2 separate regions of the Gossypium hirsutum genome follow, and region 1 is linked to region 2. The links are chromatin contacts, called in public Hi-C maps. All regions are on one chromosome and are shown on one strand. Each heading gives the region's core, a stretch centred on a gene start, on an enhancer-like site or on the middle of the called end of the contact. The rest is flanking DNA. Distances are from core to core; before and after follow the strand shown. Region 1 has its middle 26 kb from the start of LOC107941206. Region 2 holds the start of LOC107945347 (probable LRR receptor-like serine/threonine-protein kinase At4g37250).

Region 1 (6,199 bases), core at 1,842-4,341, 75 kb after region 2:
TATTAGATATGGTAGTGTAAAGCATTGAAGGCATTTTGAGATAATGATATATGAGACTTAAACCGAATACAAATTTTATAAGAAAGCATTAATTAATGAACTAGAGACAATGATCCTTGATATACATTTGTTATATATATACATATATATGGATTTATAACTAGTTTATATGTTTAATTTGATTATGCATTGTTTCCAAATTATGATAGCACCATTAAGTTTCTTTGCTCAACGTGCAAATTTTTTTATTTTTGTGCGCAGGTGATGATTAGGTCTCGAGAATTCGAAAAGATTGGTAACATCCAAGATTCACTTCTTAGTTCGGCAATGTTTATATCATCTTTTGAATGTTAAGTTGAGTTGGCATCTACCTAATGGTAATACTAGTTTTGGAGTCCTCCTTAAATGATTTTGAGTTTATGGCATTAATGGTTTGTAATCTAATTATGCATATATGTGTAATGATACGATGATGTGAATATGTTAGAATGCAATATCATTATATAATGTTTATGCCATGTATCATGTGTTGCTTGCATGCCAAGTAACTAATTTTGAGTTTTGAGTTTGATAACTTGTGAATATGTTCGTGGCCATGTGTTTTAAAAAAAGCAAAGGGTAAAAGAAAAGATAAAAGTAAAATATAATTATTATTGATAGCAAGTTTTTAAAAATAAGCTTAAAAGGACGCGTTAACTAAATGGCAAGGTTAAGGCATTGAAAAATTTAAAGATTTTAAATTTGAGTATTTTTTGTGCAAATTATGTGTGAGATTTCAACTCCAACTTATTCTAGTTTACGTCTTACCATATAATTTTGTATAAATTTATTTTGGTATAAATTTGGATTTATTCTAGTTATTAATTTGTTTGAATTTTATAATGATTAATTTTTGTTATAGTTATTTAGATGTGTAACACCCTAAATTATGGGGTTAGAAGTTTTGAGTTTTGTGGTTAGGGTCAGAGAGAATGGTGTGCTATTGTGTTGTGTTACGCGTTTAAATGATAGAATAGGCTTGTTGGTCTAGTGGTTAAGTGAGTGTTAGTGTACCTTAAGGTTCTAGGTTTGAGTCTTTGTGTGTGTGTTTTGGAGAAATATTTTTGGTTATTGTCGTTTTGTTTTGTTAAGTAGCAGTTTTGTTTTAAGTTAAAAGGTATAACTATTTATTTTTAATTTTAATTTTATTATTATTCTTTGGATGTTCTCCTCTTCCCCTATTCTTCGTTTCTTTTCCGTTTGGTTCTTCTTTATTTTTCTTTTAATTTCAAAAACGATTTTGCTTGTGGATTTTGGAGAGCTTTGTTTCCTTGTCGTCTAGTGGGTATCTAGACGCCATTGATCGTGAATCAGGTGTGGGTTCCATATCTTTTCTAATTTATTTGCGAATTCTTGATTTGACTGTGTGAAGGTCGACATTTGTTGAGCGTGTTCACAAATTTGTTAGCTTTGATTTTTACTATTATCTGATCTGGAAGTTTAAACTGCAACCTATCAATACAACGGTTTACCGTAATGCATTGTACTGCAGATACGTCAGCCTTGCTGCGTGTTATATCTGAGTGGCTTAGTCCACATACATGGTGTGTAGGGTTGGATGGGCCTTACGAGGTCTTATGTGGTGTGTTTGGTTGGATGAGCTTAAAGAGCTCTTTTGGGGTGTGATCGACGGACGGTGAGGTGTTTTGGCTAGATGGGTGGGTTCTTACTACTTGATTGCATTCATATGCATCTGTATTGAGTGTTCTGGGTGTAAAATTAACTGACTATTTTCTATCTGGCTAAATAGCACTTGTGTCTAAGTGTTTATGTATGACTTGGTGTACTTGAGTTGTTACATTCTATTGGGACGTTGGTTCCAAGTTTACTTTCTGATTCTGTATATCTGTGAGTATGTGTCGCTACCGAACTGATATTTGAATTTTTGTTTTAATTGCGTGTCGAACTCACATTGAGCTCGTGTAGCTCACCCCCATAGTGTTTCCCCTTTCAGGTACACTTCAATTTTCTATAGCGTGGACTTGGCACGCCGGAGGTCTTGGACAGTCGTGTTATAAAAGCTAGATAATAAGTCATCTTTTCGAATGCTACTTTGGTAAACAGGTTTTAAGTGTAAATGTTTATACGAACTGTGGTATGAATCGTGTTTTGGGTTTTTCACAAATTTTATTTTTGAACTGAAATTTAGAAACTGCGAATTTATGTTTTCGAGTATTTTAAAACATTTATTCAAGTTTGGCAAAATGTGTTTGTAACTGAAAGTTTGGAAAACTCATTTTATAAAAAAAAAATTACGATCACTTTGGTGATCAATGTAACCTCCGTAATTTGGTCTAAACTCTTAGGCCGGGTTTTGGGGCGTTACAAGATGTATTCTTTGTATTGCAATTGTGGCTATACTTGTAACTTCTAGAAAGAAACTTACATATATTAATTGAAAAAGACATTATGTGTAAAATATGATCATATCATAATATAATGTAATTTTTAACTTTAATAATAATTAAAACATTTTAAAATTAATTAAAATTTTATTATTGTTAATTAGAAATAATTTAATGTAAAGACTACAAATAACAAAAATAAATAGATTTATAAAAGAAGAATAATGATATTAAAAATAAATAACATAACAAATGTGCAATATCTATATGATTATACTTTAAAAATATTTACATTTTTAATAATATAAACTATAATATAGGAATTAAATAAAAATCACAATTTGAAGTTTAAATTTTTTATTTTATAGGGAGACCATATATAATTTATGAAATAATTTTTTTTTAAAAATATCAGTGGAATTTGAATAGGAAATTTGAATTTATCAATAAAAATTTTGAAATTGTTTATTGTATTCCAAACAAATAAATTCATTTGTGAAATTTTAAAAACTTTGATAGAAATAAAAGTTTTTTTTTTCTAAATCTCTTGTCCAAACACGTTCTAAAGGGAATAAGTGGATTTTTTTTATCAAACCTAAGGGCAAGGATGAAGCTGGAACAAATTTTTAGGGGGGCCAAATGAAATTTTAATTTTTTATAGTCTATATCTTTATAATTTTTAAAGGATTAAATCGAATTTTTATAATTTTAGGAGAGCCAAAGTATAATTTTACTTTTACTAATTTAAAATTTTAAAAATAATTCAAGAGCTTAAATAGAAATTTTTCATTTTAGGGGGGGTTCAGGGCCCTTGCCAGCCCCTGCATCCGCTTTTGTCTAAGGAGTTTGGTATGTTTTTAAAAAGAGAGTAACTTTAAAGTGAGGTAGTTTTTTAGATGTGATTTTTTTGTCCAAATTAGATATGATTTTTTAAATTATTTTATTTACATGTATTATATAATTTTTAATAAGATAAAGGTTTCATTAAAATATTTGTTAATTTTTTAAATAGATTTTAAATGTTTAAATCTATTAATGTTTGGTTAATTTATCATATCAAAGGATTTATAATAGTGGAGATTATTAAGTAGGCAGAGCGAGGAAGATTTAGAGCAATATTTTCAAAACCTAATCAATACTAGGCATGAAAGAAAAGATAGATAGGAAAATCAATGGCTTAAAATTTGCTAATTAGGCAATTAACAAATATATGTCAAAAGCTTAAAAAAAATCACAATGATATATAAATTTTGCTAATTTCGCTCAAAACACACTCACACACCAACCTAATGATTTGGTGGTTTTATAGGTGAAATTTGGTTTGCCTGAAATTTTTATTTTCTAGCCAAAAAAAAAAAAGGTTTGGAAAAAAATAATTGAGCTTTTCTTTACTTTGATTGATATTCGGTAGACAATGACTAGGTTGCCAAAATTACTGCAAAACATTGCCTCATGGTGAGACAATGAGCAATGGAGCCTGGTGTTTGCCCATAGACTATGAAAAACCCAATGAGTTCAACAAAGTTAAATCCAATCTGTAACTCCACATGCTTAGCCACTTATTATTACTCACTCTTTTAGGATCAATGTCTCATAGACCCACTTTTGCAGGCAGCTTGTCAGCTAGGTGGTTGGGATTTTCAGCATTTTTTTGGGGGGGGGGGGGTTATTGAGCTGAGTCGTGGAGTGGGATAAGGAAACAGGGGATTCCCATTAATTGGGAATCTTAAGTTTTAATTAAATGGGGGGATTCATTCGGGGAATAATGCGACTGCCATTAATCTAATATTTCTTTCCCAATTGATTTTTTAAAATATTTTAATATAACCCATCAGATGTTTTGGCTTTGAAGTTTGAAATGTATTAGCAGAGAAAACTGGCTCTCAAAAGAGAGCTTGAAAATGGGCGTGGAAAGTCGTGAGATAGGATCATCATAATATGGCCAGCGTACCTCTTTATATGTCTAAAGGTTCTTTTTGGGTGAGATTGCTTTGCTTTATTTTAAATGCTTAACCTAACGATACCTAGTCTATACGTGGATAAGTAGGTATGGTTTTGGCAAGATAAATCCATCTCCCGCAAAATTAAAAGAAAACTTTGGGAGTGTGCAAGCATGTGTATGTATTCCACAATTTATTCTTGGTGTTTTCTTTTTTTGAAAAGGAGTAATAGTTGTGGAACAAGTTAGTATTAGACGTGGTTTTTGATTGTTTAATTTCATATTGAGCGGTCCAATGGATGACTAAATAAAATAGATTAATTATGGCTTGATAAGAATGGGATTAAACAAAACAACTGACAAACCCAAGGTTTATTGCACAATCTATTTTTGCTTCGGCCAAATTGCTAAACTCAAGGTTTTCTAAATTAAATTGGAGTGATAGATTAAATCAAGTGATATATAATTGAAAATAGCATAAAAGAAATTAAGAATTGAAAAATTAGTTAAAATTGAAAAAATTGAGTTTTTTAAAGATAAACTACACTTAAGGTCATTAAATGATTAATAAGTTTATGTTTTGGTCACTCAATTTTAAAAAATTAGAAAATGGTCACTAAACTATTTTAAGAAAAAAATTAATTGGCGAGCTCCAAACAACAATTCGATATAGTGGAGGTATCGAATTAGTACCCATCAACGAGTAGAAGAGCAAACTTTAGATTTAAGTCAACATGACGGCCGGTGTTGAAAATTAGAGAAGAAAGTTGTATGGATTTTGATTCATAGATTCATGATGTTTAAAGTTGTTTCATGAAATAAAGCTAAATTGTAGAAGAGAAGGGAAATGAGACATTTTGATTGGTGCAAGCAGTGCAAATAGAGAATATCATATAGTAGTAAATTTAACAGCTCGATAACTTAAATGAAAAACTTTTGAATAGTTCAATGACCATTTTATAACTTTTCAAAATTGAATGATTAAAACGTGAACATACTAATAGTTCAATGACATTGCATGTATTTACCCTTCTTTTTAATTTTTTTAACAAAAAAATATTTTTAAATTATATTTTGATTATTTTATTTTTTGTTTTTAAATATATTTTATCTTACTTTTAACTTTTTTTTTAAATATTTTTTCAATTTCTTAATTTTTTAAGTGATTGAACCTGCAATTCAATCAATTGAACCAAAAAAATTAGAGGTCCAATTGAAGTTGGGATCTGGCAAACCTTAGCTTCTAGGGCGAGCTGATCACACCCTTAGCCATGAAAATAAATAGGTGGTCGAACATCAAAATGGGTTAGTCCCCAAATCTATGTATGCTATGTAAGGCCCAACTCACGGTTTCAACTGCCCAAGGACCTAAACCTACCTATTAGCCTCACTGTTCATTTTCTTAGTATCGGATTTATATATCCGAGATATATCATAAACAAAAAAGCTTTTTTTTTTTAAGTGTGTTTTAATTTGGTTAGGGGACAAAATGCAAGAGTTAATGGCAGTAGGTGGTTTGCCTTGAGTAGTAAACCTCAAAAAAATTTAAATAACAAAACTTCCATCAAATCAAGTTTTGCCAAATCTTAAATAACACTAAAAATAGAAGTTAGCATCAGTCATAATCATTCCAAATGTTAATTCTAATGTCAATTATTACTATGATTTGTAGGTGATGAGCATGGATGTTGAAAATTGAATCAAATTAGTATTAATTGAATTAATTAAATTTTTAAAATTTTTAATCGTTAATTGAATTAAATTTTTGTTAAAAGAAATTAATCGAACTGAAATATTTCGGTTAATTCGGCCGGTTAACATAAATTTTTATATGTATTTTTTGTTAAAACAAGTATAAAATATATAAAAATTAAAT
Region 2 (5,929 bases), core at 2,591-5,090:
AAATATGTTGTGCTTGTGTTGTGACAGAGCTAATTGTCAACGTGTCATAATATTCTATTTATGTTGAGACTAAAGCCCTTGTTATGTTGTGGAGCTTGTCTTTCACTGTCTACTATGAGTGTTTGCTATTTTTTTCCTAAATCGTATGGTCCTATTCATTAAATGAATTAATAAATTTTTCTTTCAAAAAAATATTTATTTAATATAAAAAATTTCAACTTTAAAGCCCCAAGATTATGTTTTAAAAATTGATAACTTCATATATAACAAATAACAAGATTTATCGTAGTGTTAGTGATAATAGTCACTTCTGTTGAAATTTTGATAGCCACATCAAAACATTTACCTCAATATTCAACACATACAATTATTTGATTAATTTTTTTTTAAAAAAGTGAAAAGTTTTTGGTAAATTTCATGACTAAATTTGTGCCACTTAACTAACAACATCAAGCACTTGATATAGCGAATATAACTATATTTATATACAAGTTTTATATATTTTGTGAATGTACATATTATGTCTATTGATTAAATATTAATGTCATGCTTTGACTTAATGGTAAGATTCTTAGCTTATATACACTATATGTGGGTTTTTCCATCCAGATTTTATTTTGGTTTAAATTATTCCATGCGTGCACTATATCTAAATTATTTTAGTTTGTGTTTTGATTATTAATTTGATTGTATTTGAAATAATTAAATTTTATGTGGTAATTATTCAGATTTATATTATTTATATTTGTAACTTGTAATTTAAAAAAGTTCATCCAACGCACGATGCTATGCATTTTCCAGCTAAACAAAAGTATAAACAAAAAAGGAAAAGGAGAAAATAAAAGAAAACCTGTAAGTCAATCATTACATACAATTTTTACTAGCAAGGTAGTCTGAATGTTCTCAAATGGGTTTATCAGTATCCATAATAGTGGGAAGAAGACGGGATTTTGTCAAGAATTTGTAAGGCTTCTTTCATGGTGGGTCTCTTTTGTGGGATTGGAGATGCACAATTGTACCCTAACTTGAAACAAGCCAGCAATGCATCCTCTTTGCCTTCTAAATCCCCACGAATAGCCGCATCAGCCATCCTCAATGCCTTGTTCTGGTCCTCAACCACCACCCCATTTCCCTGCCCCAACTCATCCACAATTATAACTTTCCCGGTTAGAAGCTCAAGCAAAATCACCCCAAATGCGTATACGTCCCACTTGGGGTTGGGCTTGAGGCTCCGAAGTGACTCCGGGGCGTGGTACGGCGATACACCAAATGAGCTCGGGCTTGGACTTGGACTGGGGCTAGGTCCCACTACATCTTGGAGGCTATCCCTTGATGCTGTCGACCTCTTGCTACCAAAATTTACGGCTGACATTCCCACTTTAGAGCTTGTATCACCTGTTACTAGCCTTTCCAGACCGAAATCTCCAATCTTGGGTTCCATGTTAGAGTCTAAGAGGATATTGCTGGGCTTCAAATTGGCATGCACATGTTTCTTCTCGTGGAGATATGCTAGCCCACGGGCCACACCTTTAGCAATTTTTAGCCGAGCCTCCCAGGGAAGATGACAAGGTGAAGAGCCAACTTTTCCTGAAACAGAAAAGCCAATACTTAACAAATGTAAACGCATGAAGATGCGTCCTTTTCATATTCAATCGATGTTTGACTTTCTCATGCATTAAACGACAACCTTTTAGTTAAACCTACTCCACCGCCATGACTTCACTTCTTCAGCGTTGACAGGAGCATATCACATACATAATTTTTATAAATTTAACCTTGAAAATGTGAAAAATTGAAAAGGTAAAAAGGACTCACTGTAACGAGCGTTGGCGAGGCTGCCATTTGGTACAAAATCGTTGATGATAAGCTTTTCATCAACTCCCCAGTAGAACCCACGAATCCTGACCAGATTGGGGTGCACCAGTTTAGAAATTATTCGAACCTGGGTCTCGAAATCCCTGAACCGATCCACACTGTTCTCACCAATCCGTCGAACCGCCAAGGAGGTCCCATCTTCAAGCACCGCCTTGTACAGTATGTTAGACCCGGTGGCACCTAATATGTATGCCGACGCTTTAAGTAACGTATCCAGGTCAAGTTTCTTTTCCCCATCGACGGTCACCAACGTCCCTTTCTTGTCATCTTCTTGCCCTTGCTGCCCTTGATCATCATCATCATCATCATCTTCCTCTTCAGTACTGTCGGATTCTTCTTCGTACTTTCCTCTCTTTATCAAACATGCCCATATCGCAAACACTTTTGATTCTGACGATGGGGATGCTGTATTAGCTTCTTGCTTCAGTGTGGTCTCCAGTACTCTGTTTTTTCTCTTTATTTTATAGACGAAAAGGAATACCATAATTACTAATCCAACTCCAGCTATATCACCGACTATAATTCCCACTATTGTTCCTGGTTTAAGCTTGCTTCGCCGTGATGTTTTAGCTCCGGGATCCGTTTTCTTGGGGATGGCAGCCATTGCTGGAGGATAACTTGGTGAAGGACTTGGACAATCACGCTCTGTTGCTTCGCCACATAGATGAGGATTCCCGGAAAAAGATTTGGAATCTTGGTTCTTGAAAACGACGGAATCCGGAACTTCTCCTGTAAGATTGTTGAAGGAAAGATCAATGGTTGCGTTACTAGGGATTTTCTCGGCGAATTCTGGTGGAATTTTCCCGGAAAGTCTGTTGTAAGAAAAATTCAAGTAGTTGAGGTTGCTGCCTCCGAAGTTTGGTGGCAAGGAACCCTCAACAAGATTGGAAGAGAGATCTAAAACTTGAACAGATTGGAAGCTAGTTGGGAGATTCCCTGAAAAGTAATTGTTCTTCAGAGAAACAACTGTTAGATTCTGGATAGTAGTAAGAGTTGCAGGTAAAGCCCCCGTCAATCCATTATCGGAAAGGTTAAGGAATTGAAGGTTTTGCAGAGTTCCAATGGTTTCTGGTATTCCACCGGAAATCAAATTGTTCGACAAATCAAGAAACCGAATCTGGGTCGAATTGAATAAGGAAACAGGGAGAGACCCATTGAGAGAATTGTTGGAAAGATCAAGATTCTGAAGGTGTTGAAGTAAGCCCAGATCGGATGGAATTGCACCAAGAAGCTGAGAATTGGGAAGAGACAAGCCTGTAACTCGAAGGTCGCCTTTAATTGAGTTGCTTACTGCTCCACAAGTTACTCCATTCCAAGAACAAGGCTTCTGGTCGGCGGAGTTCCAGCTTTGTAACACATTTAGAGGATCACTAAGAATCAAATACCTGAAAGATAGCAAGAGAATCCCATCTGTGTTTAACCCCAAAGCTTGAACCACAAGAAACTCAACCACAAGAAGAATTCTCCACCATAAATGGAGTTTAAGACTGGAGGAGGAACTCATGATTTGTCAAACTGATCACACATTTCTTGTGTGAAAGTAGACACAAAGAGAGAAGGGAGGAAGGAGACGAGAGAGAAAGGAACTAACTGAGATTTATCATTTATGTTAATGAAGTTGCAGAGAGGCCATGTGATGAAAGTTAGCTAAAAAGTAAAATATATATACACAGCTCAATAAAAACAAACTTGTCTCATATAGCCAAAAATGTTCTGGATTGGCAGCTATCTGCATATATATATGCAAAATATATGGTTTTTTAAGGTTTGATCGAAATGATTATTTGCTGATGATCTCACAGTTGGTTTTAGAAATAAATAAATCAAGTAAAGCTATAGCCTATAGGCTACAAGATGAGAATTTTAGAATAGCATCTTTGCTACAAGACATCCATGTCAAGATGAAAAGGTTGCACTGTTCTCTCTTGAATTGACTTTAATCAAACTCTTTTCTTTTTTCTTCTTTTTTGGGAAATATTTAAATTAATTTAATGGGAGAATATTTATTAGTAGAAAATTAATATGATTTAAGGGTGAATATTGTGTACTTTTTATGAAAAAATTAATTTGTAGATTGTACCAAATATTTCTCTAGGTAAATATGTTAAAATTTATCTAATAGAAATTATTAATGTAAACTTGAATTATCATGTCTATAAAAGTAAACTGCGAAGGTGGGATTCTTTCAAAAAGAAAAAAGAAGGGGGTTACAAAGACAAGAGAATGAGCATATATTCCTCAAATCTCGATCGGTCATACATCAATAATTTTATATGTTTCGTCAAATTTAGATGATTGTGTGTAAGAAACATACTGTGTGCATTTCCTATCAAAATCAACTTGGGGGGTGGCAGGGAAAGAAAATTTGGGAGGGAAAATGAATCAAAAAAACATTGATGTAGGGGCAACATAATTGTGAAGGGGACCCTAAAATCATCCTCCAGAGCGTCATTAATGGTTTTATTAGAATTTTAGGTCTTCATTCATTGCTCCACCCTTTTCAAAAATTTGACCATCTGCCATCATCCTTAAATAAAATCATACATTTACATCTCCTATAGCCTATATATCCTTAAAACATGAAAATTCCTCCCTCAGGAAAGTGATTTCAACAGGGCCCCTAACCATGAGCGACCAACACTCGGTTCAGTGCTTTCAAGAAAACAATGAAGCTCCAAATTTAAAACTATTCTGTAAAAAAAAAAAACACTTTTCGACCTATAATCAATCAGGTATATGCCTGTCCAAATAGTCCTGGTTTTGGCAGCATACAAGTTGATCAGGCTGTCCATAGCTAATTTCTTCTCAACATTTTGTAAGATTCCAGCTATGGGTCCTAGATTTCCCATTTTTTTAATTTATTGGCAGATTTGAGTTTGAAGACAATGGGGGAAAGCTTTTGGATTCTTCTTCGTCTCTCAGCAAATGCCCACTCCATCTTTGCAGAATCTTAAGATCTAAACTTGTAATTTTGTTCACACCTGGGGTTTGATTTATTTCATCTTCTTTTTAATTGTTTGTGGCAGCTTTACCTACATTGCTATAATATAATTAAGGCTATTAAAAAACACAGGAGAATACATAAAATATTTTTTCTGCCTGCCTTGTTTGGTGTGCTTCATTTACTTGAAATTCCATAAACAAATTTATAATTATCTCTCAAATTAAGTAAATTAGTCAAAGTAATTTAATTTATGTCAAGTTAAAAGTAAGCAATTAAGAGTAATTAATCATAATATTAATATTTTTTGTTAACTGTACATATTTTTTTATTGATGTAAATAAATTTAACTCTAAAAATTTACTCATTCTCTTAATCTTTTCTTTATTTAATAAATTTAGCTTGCAACATTTATATATTCTATCAACATTTACATAAAATATATAAACATTGAGGGATTAATTTTGTTATTATACAAATCAAAATTATCACAAATTAATGAAAAGTATTAGCGTCGTGATTAATTATCTGTAATTGATCATTTATTACTTCAAATTTTTTGAAACAGACCAATAACTAAATATAAAAAAGTTGAGAGGGACTAGAAAAGTGTTTTTACCAAAATTATTATACATATAATCAATGTATCTTCTTTTAGGACCATAACTAACTATTTGGGAGATTTGTTGATACCCCTCTTAACATTATTATCTCTAATAAAAAAAGTGCAATATATATTATAGATTTATCGGTTAGTATCGGTATAATATTATAATAAAGAAAATGGATGGAAAAGGTCTAAAGAGGCTTTAATGGCAAAAAAGAGATTGGCCCATGGCTGGGTTATTATTTTATTTTGAGGACGAAAATAAACTTTTGAAAAGTTGAAAGTGGATAACTTGCATGGTAACTAACATCAGCTACAGGATTAACATTTTGCAGTAATTGGGCATCATGTCTCCTACTCCTACACTATCACTTCCATCTTGTCCCTGTTTATGAAAGTTCCCAGCAAATTTTTTCACGTACATTACTCAACAAACACAGTAAAACTGTAATCGTTGATATTGAAATTCAAACTCTATCTATATTTGTTTGATATTTCTTTGTAAA

What was found. Hi-C and Micro-C count contacts between places; a contact is called where the count stands out from the background.
Region 1: a contact with region 2 is called in a Hi-C map of petal, with 2.1 times the contacts expected there. The contact joins the enhancer-like site here to the promoter of LOC107945347 in region 2. A contact is called at or near these places in 4 of 34 Hi-C or Micro-C datasets (fibers, hypocotyl, leaf and 1 more).

The regions. Positions count from the first base shown.
Region 1 is chrD12:30,108,075-30,114,273 of Gossypium_hirsutum_v2.1, forward strand. No RefSeq gene overlaps it. Among protein-coding and RNA genes, the nearest start is that of LOC107941206, 26 kb to the left of the region's middle. Within about 2 kb of position 3,092, at least 1 of the 9 cell types and tissues checked has an H3K27ac peak or open chromatin away from gene starts, as enhancers often do.
Region 2 is chrD12:30,032,643-30,038,571 of Gossypium_hirsutum_v2.1, forward strand. LOC107945347 (probable LRR receptor-like serine/threonine-protein kinase At4g37250) reads right to left here and starts at 3,841. Exons shown (of 2, transcript XM_016879307.2): 1 at 1,816-3,841; 2 at 840-1,587. The coding sequence starts at 3,379. The coding sequence ends at 917.